Linked DNA regions of Mus musculus: regions 1 and 2 are each linked to region 3. A link is a contact called in public promoter capture Hi-C data. All regions are on one chromosome and are shown on one strand. The core of a region is the stretch at or near the end of the contact, and the rest is flanking DNA. Distances in the headings are between cores, read along the strand shown.

What was found. Promoter capture Hi-C pulls out the DNA fragments that hold promoters and counts their contacts.
Region 1: a promoter capture Hi-C map of liver shows a contact between it and region 3, with 3 times the contacts expected there. The contact joins the promoter of Plxna3 here to the promoter of F8a in region 3. A contact is called at or near these places in 2 of 39 promoter capture datasets (liver and pre-B cells).
Region 2: a promoter capture Hi-C map of erythroid cells shows a contact between it and region 3, with 26 times the contacts expected there. The contact joins the promoter of Flna here to the promoter of F8a in region 3. A contact is called at or near these places in 3 of 39 promoter capture datasets (erythroid cells, liver and pre-B cells).

What each region holds. Positions count from the first base shown.
Region 1 is chrX:74,327,223-74,330,743 of GRCm38.p6, forward strand. Plxna3 (plexin A3) reads left to right here and starts at 1,844. Exons shown (of 33, transcript NM_008883.2): 1 at 1,844-1,993. Gm39520 (a long non-coding RNA gene) reads right to left here and starts at 1,068. Exons shown (of 4, transcript XR_878127.3): 1 at 948-1,068; 2 at 508-573.
Region 2 is chrX:74,244,996-74,248,600 of GRCm38.p6, forward strand. It overlaps Flna (filamin, alpha), which reads right to left and starts at 1,539. Exons shown (of 46, transcript NM_010227.3): 1 at 1,069-1,539. The coding sequence starts at 1,441.
Region 3 is chrX:73,226,829-73,230,496 of GRCm38.p6, forward strand. It overlaps F8a (factor 8-associated gene A), which reads left to right and starts at 1,478. Exons shown (of 1, transcript NM_007978.3): 1 at 1,478-3,668. The coding sequence starts at 1,488. The coding sequence ends at 2,633.

The DNA of each region.
Region 1 (3,521 bases), core at 594-3,093, 1.1 Mb after region 3:
CACTCATGTACTGACACATATGAATACAAAAGAAGTGCAATCCCAATTTTTGGAATGGTGGTAAAGGTAGAAAAAGTTATATGATCATTTCTAAACAAACAATACATAGAAGTGTTTCTAGTAATGTCTTAGGGTTTTACTGCTATGAACAGACACCATGATCAAGGCTACTCTTATAAGGACAACATTTAATTGGGGTTGGCTCACAGGTTCAGAGGTTTAGTCTATTGTCATCCAGACAGGAAGCACAGCAGCATTCAGGCAGGCATGGGGCTGAAGGAGCTGAGAGTTCCACATCTGGTTCCAAAGGCAGCTAGCAGAAACTGACTTCCAGGCAGCTAGGTATTAAAGCCCACACCCACAGTGACACACCTATTCCAACCAGGCTACACCTCCTAATAGTGCCACTCCCTGGCCCAAGCACATACAAAGAAGTAAGCAAACAGCCCAAAGAGGAAAACAAAAAAATGTGTCAGTTGATGAAAGAATAAATAAAATGTGGCTTACCCATGCAACAGGATATTATTTGGCCCCAAAAGGAAGTCTTGATCCATGGTACAACTCTGACAAAACCTGAAAATATTAAAAGAATGAGTCGACATAAAAATATATTTATATTGTATAGTTCCATTTATTTGAGATATCCTTAAGAGGCAACCCCACAGTCAGTAAGGACAGAGCGTTTCCCAGAGCTTGGGTATATATATATATGAGGGGAATTGAGACTGATAGCTAACTCCTACAGAGTTTCTTTTAGAAGTGATGAAAATGTTCAAGAATTAGATGGCAGAAATGGTTGCACATCTTTAGGATTATATTAAAACGCCACTGAATTGTCTGTATACATTAAATACAGGACTTATATGAAAACTGAATTATATCTCAATAAAGCGGTTTACAACGGAAAAAAAAAGAGGCTAGAAAGATGGCTCAATGGTTAAGAGCACCTGCTACTGTACTGCAGCTCTATGGTGTCTAATGCTCTCAGATGGTCTTCTTGGGTGCGTGCGCATGCACACACAAAGAATAACTGTAGCAGTGGAAAATACTTGTATTCCAGAACATGGGAAGGTGAAGCTGGAGGATCACTGTAAGTTCAAGGCCAGCCTGGGGTACAGTAGGAGGCACTATCTCAACACAACATGGAAAAAATGCAGCTGTGATGGCATAGACCCATAATGATCCCAGTATTGGGAGGATGAAGCAGAAGGGTAGTCAGTTCGAGACCACTCTGTACTAAAGGGAAAATAAATTCAAGAAAAAAAAGAGAAAGCAATGGAATTAAATCCCAGATTCAGCAGATTCAGAGTCATGGTGACTTGCTGAGGAAAGAACTAGGTGAAAATGGCTATAAGTTGCAGTACTCCAAGCTTCGTGGCGGGTATTAGCCCACCAGTTTATGGATCATTGGAGAAAGAGCCCTGAGTTAGGGGGCAATCTTTGTTTGTGCGGTTTTGTTGGACCGGCCAAAGCAATATCTTGCAACAGTAGCAGGTGGCCACGGGCTCCTGGAGGCGCGCACTCCAGGCCCAAGGGGGTGTGGCGCGGCCGCGCACAGATTCCAGGGTTGCTGAAGGCAGCAGGCGGGGAGCTGGGGGTGTGGAGAGGCCCGCGCCTAGGACTCAGCCATTGAGCAAAGGGGGCTGTTCTCAGGAAGGGATCCCCAGAGACCCATGAGAGGCTTGCTTCTTGCACTAGAGTCCTGGGCCCCAGGGCCTAGCGGCCTCCCCCAACCGCCATGCGCTCTGCTTCTTAGGGCCCCGGCCCGCCCTCTCTGGGAGCCCCCTCCCGGTGTGGTGGTACGGTCCGGGTTTAAAAGGCCCAGGCGGCCGCAGGCCAGCCCAGTGTGTGGGCGGCGGCGGTTGCAGATTTTGCAGCGTGCGAGGCGAGGCTGCGGGGCCAAGCGAGGGGGGCGGCTGTTGGGCACGGGGCGGGGGGGCACGTCCACGTGGCCACGGGTGGCCACCCCGAGTCAGTCGCGGTGGAGGGACAGGTAGGTGGTCGCCATCCTTAAAGCCTGTGCGCCAATAGTCTGCTGGATGGCAGAGGTTTCAGACAGCCTGGGGGTCCAGATGGTTTCTGGGGTCAGGCCCTGTCCCTCCCTACCTCTCCAGACCAGGCTTGCCAAGCACTCCGTACCCTGAGCGGGAAGAGACAGCCAACTCGATCATAGTCCTATTGGTTGATAGAACCCTTTTGTAGAGGAGGAGCAGCATCTCTGAGCATTGCTGTAGCCTCTGTATTGACTAAGGTATCTGCGGGTCTGCTCAGGGTGCCCCCATTGGGGGCAGGACTGGTTGGGTTCATGGCATAGAGGGGAGCATTGTGGAAGAGCGGGCTGTGGACCTGCATATTTATATGGAGCTTTCCTCATCATCGCGCTCTTTGCTGGCAGGACTGTAGCAGAGGGGCTGGGTGCGACTGTGATGCTTGAGGTTGCCACTTAGAGGTGGGGGCTGGGGTGGGGTCTTGGGCTGCCAATTACCACTTTCCAGGTCTCCTTTCCAACCTGTCCCGGCCAGTTCCTAAAATTTGGCTTTTCTGTAGAGTGTAGAAGAGGTGAAGGTAGGGTGCAGTCGCTTTTCTCTTTTGCTTTCCTTTCTTCTCTGGTTGTTGCATGAGGGGTCTGGGATGCAGACCCGACAAAAGAGCCCCAGAGCGCTGATCACTCTGAGCTGAAACTTGGCACTTTCAAGCTGGAATTGCTCCATGTTCTAGCAAATGCTGGCTTTTCTTTCTCTTTGCTGTGGCCCCCACCCCCCACCCCATTCTGAGTCCCTCCTGTGTCTCTTGGGAATTGGGCACTGAGAGGGTAGCACTGAGCTCTGCCCCATTAGTTACAGAGACACTGCTCTGCTGTCTTTGCAGCCTGGGGCTGGCTGGGTGTGGCCCGGGGGGTGAATGCCAGCATTGGCCCTATTTGTTTAGGGGAAGGGGTAGTACTCCATAGCCTTAAGGCTTCAACTGTATTTGAGGATGCTGGTTTCTACATATAATACTTCTGGGACTCTCAAAAGTGGGTTATACCCTTCTGCCAATATCCCTCTCTGACTAACCTTTGGCTCTTCAGGGAGAGCCACACAGGCCTGGCAGAGCATTTGTCTGCCTGTGTCTGAGCAAAGCTTGACTGATGTCTGTCTCAGCGAGAGTCTTGGCTTTGTGTTGCAGTGGAAAGGCCAGACAGCAGACTCCTGGATAAGCAGCCAAGGCCCTCAAAGGGAGAAAGCACCTGAGGCCATGAGTTGGAGATGTAGTGGCACTGAAACCAGTCTCAGGCCTTAATTCTCCAGAGCTTTGCTCTAGGACTCCTGCTAGCAGTGCCACTAACAGAGAAGCACCCCTGACCCCAACTTGTGTTTGTTCTCTCCCTGCATTTCCTAGTGTGTAATGTTAGGGTCCCAGTTCTGGGAGAACCTTCCATTCCATCTTTTCTAGCAGCTGACTCTGATGCCCCCTTGGGTGTGGCCCAGTTGAGACAAGGCCTCTTGGCTTCTTTCCAGTACAGGAGTGGGAGATGATTG
Region 2 (3,605 bases), core at 289-2,788, 1.0 Mb after region 3:
GTTTTCATACATCCACTGGCACACCTCTATGAGCATTTAAAAAAAAAAAAAAACTCAGCACTTAAAATCTGCTCTCTGAAGGGCCTTGGTCCCTCGCTGTTTTAACTAGCATGTACCATTCCAAAGTTGTAAGGATAATAGAAAACCCTTTGTATTATGGAGTAAAGGTCCACTCTTCTACTCTCCCTGTTCCACATTCCCAAGATAACAATTCTGGTGCCTGTCCATGAGCAGCCCCTACTTTGAGAAAAGCATGGGATCCTGCAAGAGACAATACCAATGCCAACCTCTCCAGTTCAAAGACTTGGGAACTGGACTAGCAGTAAACCCTGTGCACATTGGAGCACCTTTCAACCAATCTCTGCATTCTAGATGTACAAAACCAAGGTTTACAATGAAACAAGAATTTGATCCATGATAGACAGCAAAGCTAACAACCAAGTGCTCGTGCCTTTAGTCAACCACACTCATTACACCTGGAGTACAGTTTTGCCAGCAGTATATCTCTTTGCCCCCCTCCAAGTTCAGCAAAAAAAGAAAGAAAGAAAGAAAGAAACTGGGGATTTGAACTATCTCCAATGGGGAAGCATGTTCCAGGGCAAGAAGTTGAGGGAGTCCTACATAAATAGGAGAACAAGCTACAACCTTCACTTTAGAACTGCAGAGGCAGCCAAATGCTAGAAGGGTACTTTTAAAATTGTTGTAGGTGGAAAGCATGGGTATCCCAGGGATGGGGTGCGGCTCTCAGAGGCAGAAGCCTAGTCTGTGCCTGTCCCACCTCGGGTGCAGCGTTGGGGGCGCGGCCTACAGAGGATGTGAGCTCAGCCTGGGAGCAGGCCAGCAAGGCGCTGCGGGCGGGGGCGCGTAGCGGTTCGCATGCTCGCCAGGCCAGCCTTTTGTTCTCGAGGACCTCAAAGAACAAGGCGGCTAAGGGGCCTAGTGGTAGCCTTGGTTGTGTGCAGCAGCTAGGGAAGACAACTAGGAGAGACTCTAGAGGAGAAGAAAGGAAGAATTTGTTGCGACCACGCCCGCACCCACTCAGCGCCCCAGTGTAGCCCGTGCCCTCACCTATGGACACGAGCTTGATGCTCTCACGGTCCAGGAATTCAAGCGCCACCGACACATTTTCGAGCTGCATCTGGCGGAAAGTGGGTCTTTGGTTGTGCTTGCGGTGCATTTTCTTCTGGCTGAGTACCTCGAGCAGCGCGATGAGCCGCAACCCATCGCTCAGGTCCGTCTGCAGATTGGCGATGCGCTTGCTTACGCACTTAAGGTGCTCATTGCACCAGCGGGTGAATGTGTTCTGCTGAATTTTCTTCCACGGTGCATCTTCTGCTAGGTCTTTTTCGGTAGCCGGCATCTCCGCGTCCCGTGAATCGATACTGCCTCCCGGAGACGCAACCGCCGCACTCTGGCCACAGCGGGAGTGAGAGCTACTCATTTTGAGGCGCGAGGAACGGAGGGGCGGTGCTGCAGCTTCGCCGATGGGACGGCCCTTTAATTAAAGCAGTAGGCACCTCCGAGCATGAACGACGAGGCACAGAACAGAGGTTGCACTGCGGAAAGAGCGAGCCCTTTAAATGTATGCGAAAGGCGGAGCCAGAGGCAAAGTTTCCTTGGGGGCGGAGCCTCTGGGTGGGGCTTCTGGGCCGCGCCCGCCCCACCTCGCCCCTCCCGTTGGAATGCCCCACAACGCCCCCCGCCCCCATCCCCCGAAGCTGCCTCTGCACTCCGCCAAAAGCAACTCAGCCCCGCTGCTTCAGAAAGGGTCTTTGAGCCCCAAAGAGCACAAAAAGGTCTGGCAACATCCGCTACAGTACTACAGGAAACGGACCCCAGATCTAGGAACGCTTGAGCAATTCTGTCACAGAATTGCTCAGCTCCAGCAGGCACACCCTTACAAGGGACTTTCTTTCCCCAAGGTCCCTGCAGAAGGCGGAGCGAATAATGTCCCGGTATCACTTGGGCTCCGCCCTGACCCTGTACCCTCTTCTACATTCTCTATTCTTCCCGAGCTTAGGGTTCTCAGCCACAGTGTGATCCACAGCAGAGTAAAGCAATCCTGTGAGCGAACCCTTCCAGAGCGCCTAACGCTGCTGAGAGCTCTTTGTATGCTGTCAGACAGGGCTCTCATCACCTAACATAGACACCCACAGAGCCCTGGCACTCCCTACCCATCTCCTTTGGTCTTCCCAGTCTCCATGACCCTGGCCTGCACACCTGCACAGGCCCATTCCCACCGTCGTCTTCTCTACTGCCTAGTTCCATCCGCGAGGAAATGGGGCCAGCACTGGGCCAAGTGGCCACCAGCACTACAGGATCAAGCAGCTTTCCAAAGGTCCAGGGTATGCCAATGCACACAATCAGAGGGCGCCTGCCTGCCTGCCTGCCTGCCTGCCCTGTGATGCATGTAGATCTGTACACCTTGTACCTGCCATACTCACTGTTCTACCTTGGGCCCTGAGGAATTCTGGGGGGAGAGGTCTTCTCTGGCTGAACAGTCCCAAGCCTTGCTGTGACCCTAGAGATGTGGAGGGGCTCAGGGAGAGGGTCCCAGATTACTGAAGAAAGGAGAGTCACCAGACATCAAGGCTTGCTAAGGAGCCTGAGTGTGTTCCCTAAGTAGTGTGAAGCTACTCACTAAAAGTTAATTTAATGATAGATATTCTCTGGAGATAGTGATGAGGATGCTGTGCTGGGACAGAAAGGAGCGAAGATACAGAAAAAGAAAACTGTAGGGGATACTCCCAACCATCCTCTTTAGTTAAGGGGATTCATCTTACCTATGTCTTTCCCGTGGTAGACTTTTCCATCTACTTACTCTGTACTTCAAGCCTCTCCAGAATGTTAAATTGTTTTTCCAGAAAGACAGGCTTCTGTCCCTACTTCTCAATTCTAAGACCAGTGGCCGCCGGGGCTGGAGAGATGGCTCTGTGGTTAAGAGCAGTGGCTGCTCTTTCAGAGGACCCAGATTCAATTCCCAGCACCCATATGAAAGCTTACAACTGTCTGTAACTCTAGCTCCAGGGAATATGACACCTTCACACAGACATGAATGCAGGCAAAATTATGCACATAAAATTAATTAGATAGATAGATAGATAGATAGATAGATAGATAGATAAAGACCAGTGGCTGAAAGAGGCCTTGGGTTGACCAACATGTCATGCCCAAATATGGTTGACTCTCCCACAGCCTGGAGTGTCTTCATTGCCTGTGGTAGGGCTATGATAGGGCTTTGATCACAATGGGCAGAACCTTTCAGCATAGTCATCTTGAGATTGTCTATGATATCGCCAGTCAAATAACATTTTCAGTACAGAATCCCTCCCCCCCATTCTACCTCCAGTCACCTGCATAAATATCTGCACCAAGTGAGCCAAAGGTTGAGTTGGGGGACATGATGGCAGAACTGTGCAGGGATAACCCAAATGGAAACTTCCAGCCATGTTATTCAAGACACAATTAGGGTAATATTTTTGGTCCCCCTGATCTACTGGAGAGCAAAGCCCCATGTACGGAATTGCATTAATACATGATTTTTCATTCAATGCCATTTGGCTGGATCACATGAGTTCATTAATGTACAGAGAACAAGGAAAACT
Region 3 (3,668 bases), core at 228-2,727:
TCTTTCCAGTCATTACACTGGATGTTTTAAGTGCCCAATTTAATGATGTTCCCTTTGTTCTCTTAACTAATTAAGCTATCTTAAGTCTTTTTGGCTAAAGGTTGTAAGTGCCTGGTTTGATAATACTTTGCTGCCTGCCTCTTCTATTTATGTGCTGTATTATGTTGTTTATTGTTTTACATTTGCTTGCAATATACATAAATGCACTCATTTGAAACCTAAAGTACATATGTGATATATCACTGTTCTATGGGATAGGTTGTCATTTAAGAGAGAAATTGGTATACTGGCTTTTTTCAGAGGGAGGGAGGGCAGGAGGGCAGGAGGGATGGAGGGAGAGAGAGACAGAGAGAGATTGATCAAGACATTGATGGTTTTTAAAAATTATTTCTTTATGTGTCTGTGTGTTTTACTGGGAAATGAACTCAGGTCCTCTGCAAGAGCAACAAATGCTCTTAAGCAGTAAGCTTTCTCTCAGGCCTCCATTGATGCTTTTAAATGATAGGTCTGCTATGCACAATTCTATTTTTTGGTTCACGATAAGAGTAGAAAATTAACACATCCTTTATTTGCTGAGTTCATTTGACTTTTGGATCAATGGATTGCTTTTTTAGAATTTGGAGGATAGGATCCAAGTGTATCACACCATGAAAAACTAAGGAGAAGACAAGAGAATTTGCGAAATGAAAATTAGCTTCTGTTGTACATCTTGACAAATTATTTTCAGGCACGTAATTCTCTACTAGGTGCAAGTATATAATCCTTTATATATAAATTTAATAATGTACACTCCCCCCTTTTGTTCAAGTTCTGGTAGGTAATCATTTGGACTAATTGAGATAGTTCAAAATAAAGTAAAAGGAATCCCTTCTTTGTTTTTAAATACTTGGTATAAATTGAAACACATGCATGTACAATAGCTAATTTAAAGTGCCTTTGGTAGTGCATGTCCTGCTAAAAATCCTTCATGAAAACTCTTTCAAAATCAATGTGTATATGATTGCAGGTGATATGTATATCAATGTGTATATGATTGTAAATAAGCTGTAAACTAGCAAAGGCTCCCACCATGGCAGGACCTGTACTAGCTTGCTCAGTCAGGTCTCATGTTTGTTGAGGAAGTGAGGGGTACGATGCTAATCCTGGCAGCAGAGAAATCCTTTGCATATTTGACTGGCACTGGACCCGCCCCCTCCATTTGCGTCACTCAAGCCCCACCCCCGCAGAATTTAATTCCATACGGGGACTGTTTGGGTAGGCACCCAGCCCTTCTTCCTTGATTGGCTTTTATAGTCCTCCATATCCCTCCTTCAACAGCACTTTGCACATCACTGTGGCTACAGCAGAGCGCTGGGGCGCCTGAGGCGGAAGCGGAGGTGATGAATTGTGATCCCATTGTGGGCTAGGCGCAGCGTAGCGTTAGTCATAGCTGTTCCCCCTCAGCCCTCCCTCAACCGGAAGTAAGGCGGCGCGGCTAGCCGGTCAACATGGCTGCGGGCTCTGCGTCCTCCTTGGGCGGCGGTGCCTGGCCAGGCTCAGAGGCTGGGGACTTCTTGGCACGCTATCGGCAGGTGTCCAACAAGCTCAAGAAGCGCTTCTTGAGGAAGCCGAACGTGGCCGAGGCCGGGGAGCAGTTCGCCCAGCTAGCCCGGGAGCTGCGCGCCCAGGAGTGCCTGCCTTATGCTGCCTGGTGCCAGCTGGCTGTGGCGCGCTGCCAGCAGGCGCTCTTCCATGGGCCCGGGGAAGCGCTGGCCCTCACAGAGGCGGCCCGACTTTTCCTGCGGCAGGAGTGCGACGCGCGCCAACGCTTGGGCTGTCCCGCCGCCTACGGGGAGCCTCTGCAGGCGGCCGCCAGCGCCCTCGGCGCCGCTGTGCGCTTGCACCTCGAGCTCGGCCAGCCTGCCGCCGCTGCTGCACTGTGCCTGGAACTAGCTGCTGCCCTTCGCGCAGTGGGCCAGCCGGCCGCTGCTGCCGGTCACTTTCAGCGGGCTGCCCAGCTGCACCTGCCCCTGATGCCACTGGCCGCACTGCAAGCGCTTGGTGATGCTGCCTCCTGCCAGCTGTTGGCGCGCGACTACACAGGCGCCCTGGCGCTATTTACACGCATGCAACGCCTGGCACGGGAGCATGGGGGCCACCCGGTACAGCAACTCGAGCTGCTGCCGCAGCCGCCTTCTGGGCCCCAGCCACCCCTGTCGGGACCCCAGCCGAGACCTGTCTTGGGCTCGACCTTGCCCCTCCCGCAGCCCCCGGACCACGCCCCAGGCTCTGTTGCGCCTTCACCTGGCACACTCGGTGCCTTTGCTGACGTCCTAGTCAGGTGTGAGGTGTCCCGTGTACTGCTGCTGCTGCTCCTGCAACCACCACCTGCCAAGCTGCTGCCCGAGCATGCCCAGACCCTGGAGAAGTACTCCTGGGAGGCTTTCGATGGCCATGGCCAGGATACCAGCGGCCAGCTTCCTGAGGAGCTGTTTCTGTTATTGCAGTCTCTGGTCATGGCTGCCCAAGAAAAGGACACTGAAGGCATCAAGAAGCTGCAGGTGGAGATGTGGCCACTGCTAACCGCTGAGCAGAACCACCTCCTCCACCTCGTTCTGCAGGAAACCATCTCTCCCTCTGGACAGGGTGTCTGATAAGTCACCTTCTTACCAACTTGTTTTATCTTTGGGGACAGGTGATGAAACATGTGATCTAGCTTCTGTTTTTTTTGTCTGTTTTTGTCTTGTTTTTCTTTTCATTTCTATTGCTGCCATGTTAATTTGGCTTTGTGTGCCTAGCAAGTTACTTAAATTAGTGCCCTCCAATTCCATCCATTATTGCCTCGAATGAGAAAACTTCATCCTTAAGGCTGGAGGAGATTCTACGGAGTAATCTTTCTTTATGCATCTGTCAGTTGCTAGATAATGTTGATTCATTTTCCTGGCTGTTCTAGGTATAGTGCCAATAAACTCAGGAGGACAGATGTTCCTTTGGCGTATTGATTTCCTTTTCTTTTGTTCCTGGTGGGGTGTGGCATCACCAAGAAGTATTTAGAAAAGATTAGAAATATTTGTGTCTTGAAAATTGTGAGGATTTGACAATTTGGGCATAATCTCTCTTTTAATACATTATTGCTTCGTTTCTATATAAACTAGCACAGCAGTCTGGGGAGTGGGAAAAGCACCAGATGACATAAAATGTAACTGTTGTTACATACAAATACTCTGTGTATCTGAACATGAGGACTATGTTAATAAGCAGAACTGACATGTTCTGTCATACATTCCAGATTTATTTTATCTTCTGTACACTCTGCTAGCCCAGGTTCTTCCTGATGGAATGACCAAAACCTTTCTCCTGAGTAGCATCTGTGATCTTTTGGTGATCCTGCCTTTATTGGGTTGCAGCAAATTTCTGTTATCCAGAAGTTTTTGGCAAGAGATGAGTCAAAGTTTTTAGAATTGGTCCTCTGTTTCCAAACCAGGGTTTTGATTGCTCTCACTGTGTACCACAACACAATTACCCCTGTACAATCGAGATCTGTCTTCACAGCCAATACCTAAGTTCTATTCTGCCTTTCAGGACCATGTTCTGAGAAATCTAATTGCATAAAACTGTAATGGTATTCCCTTAAATATTCTGACCTTGAAAACTAGAGGTACTAAACTATGTAACCCAGTGTTGCTGGG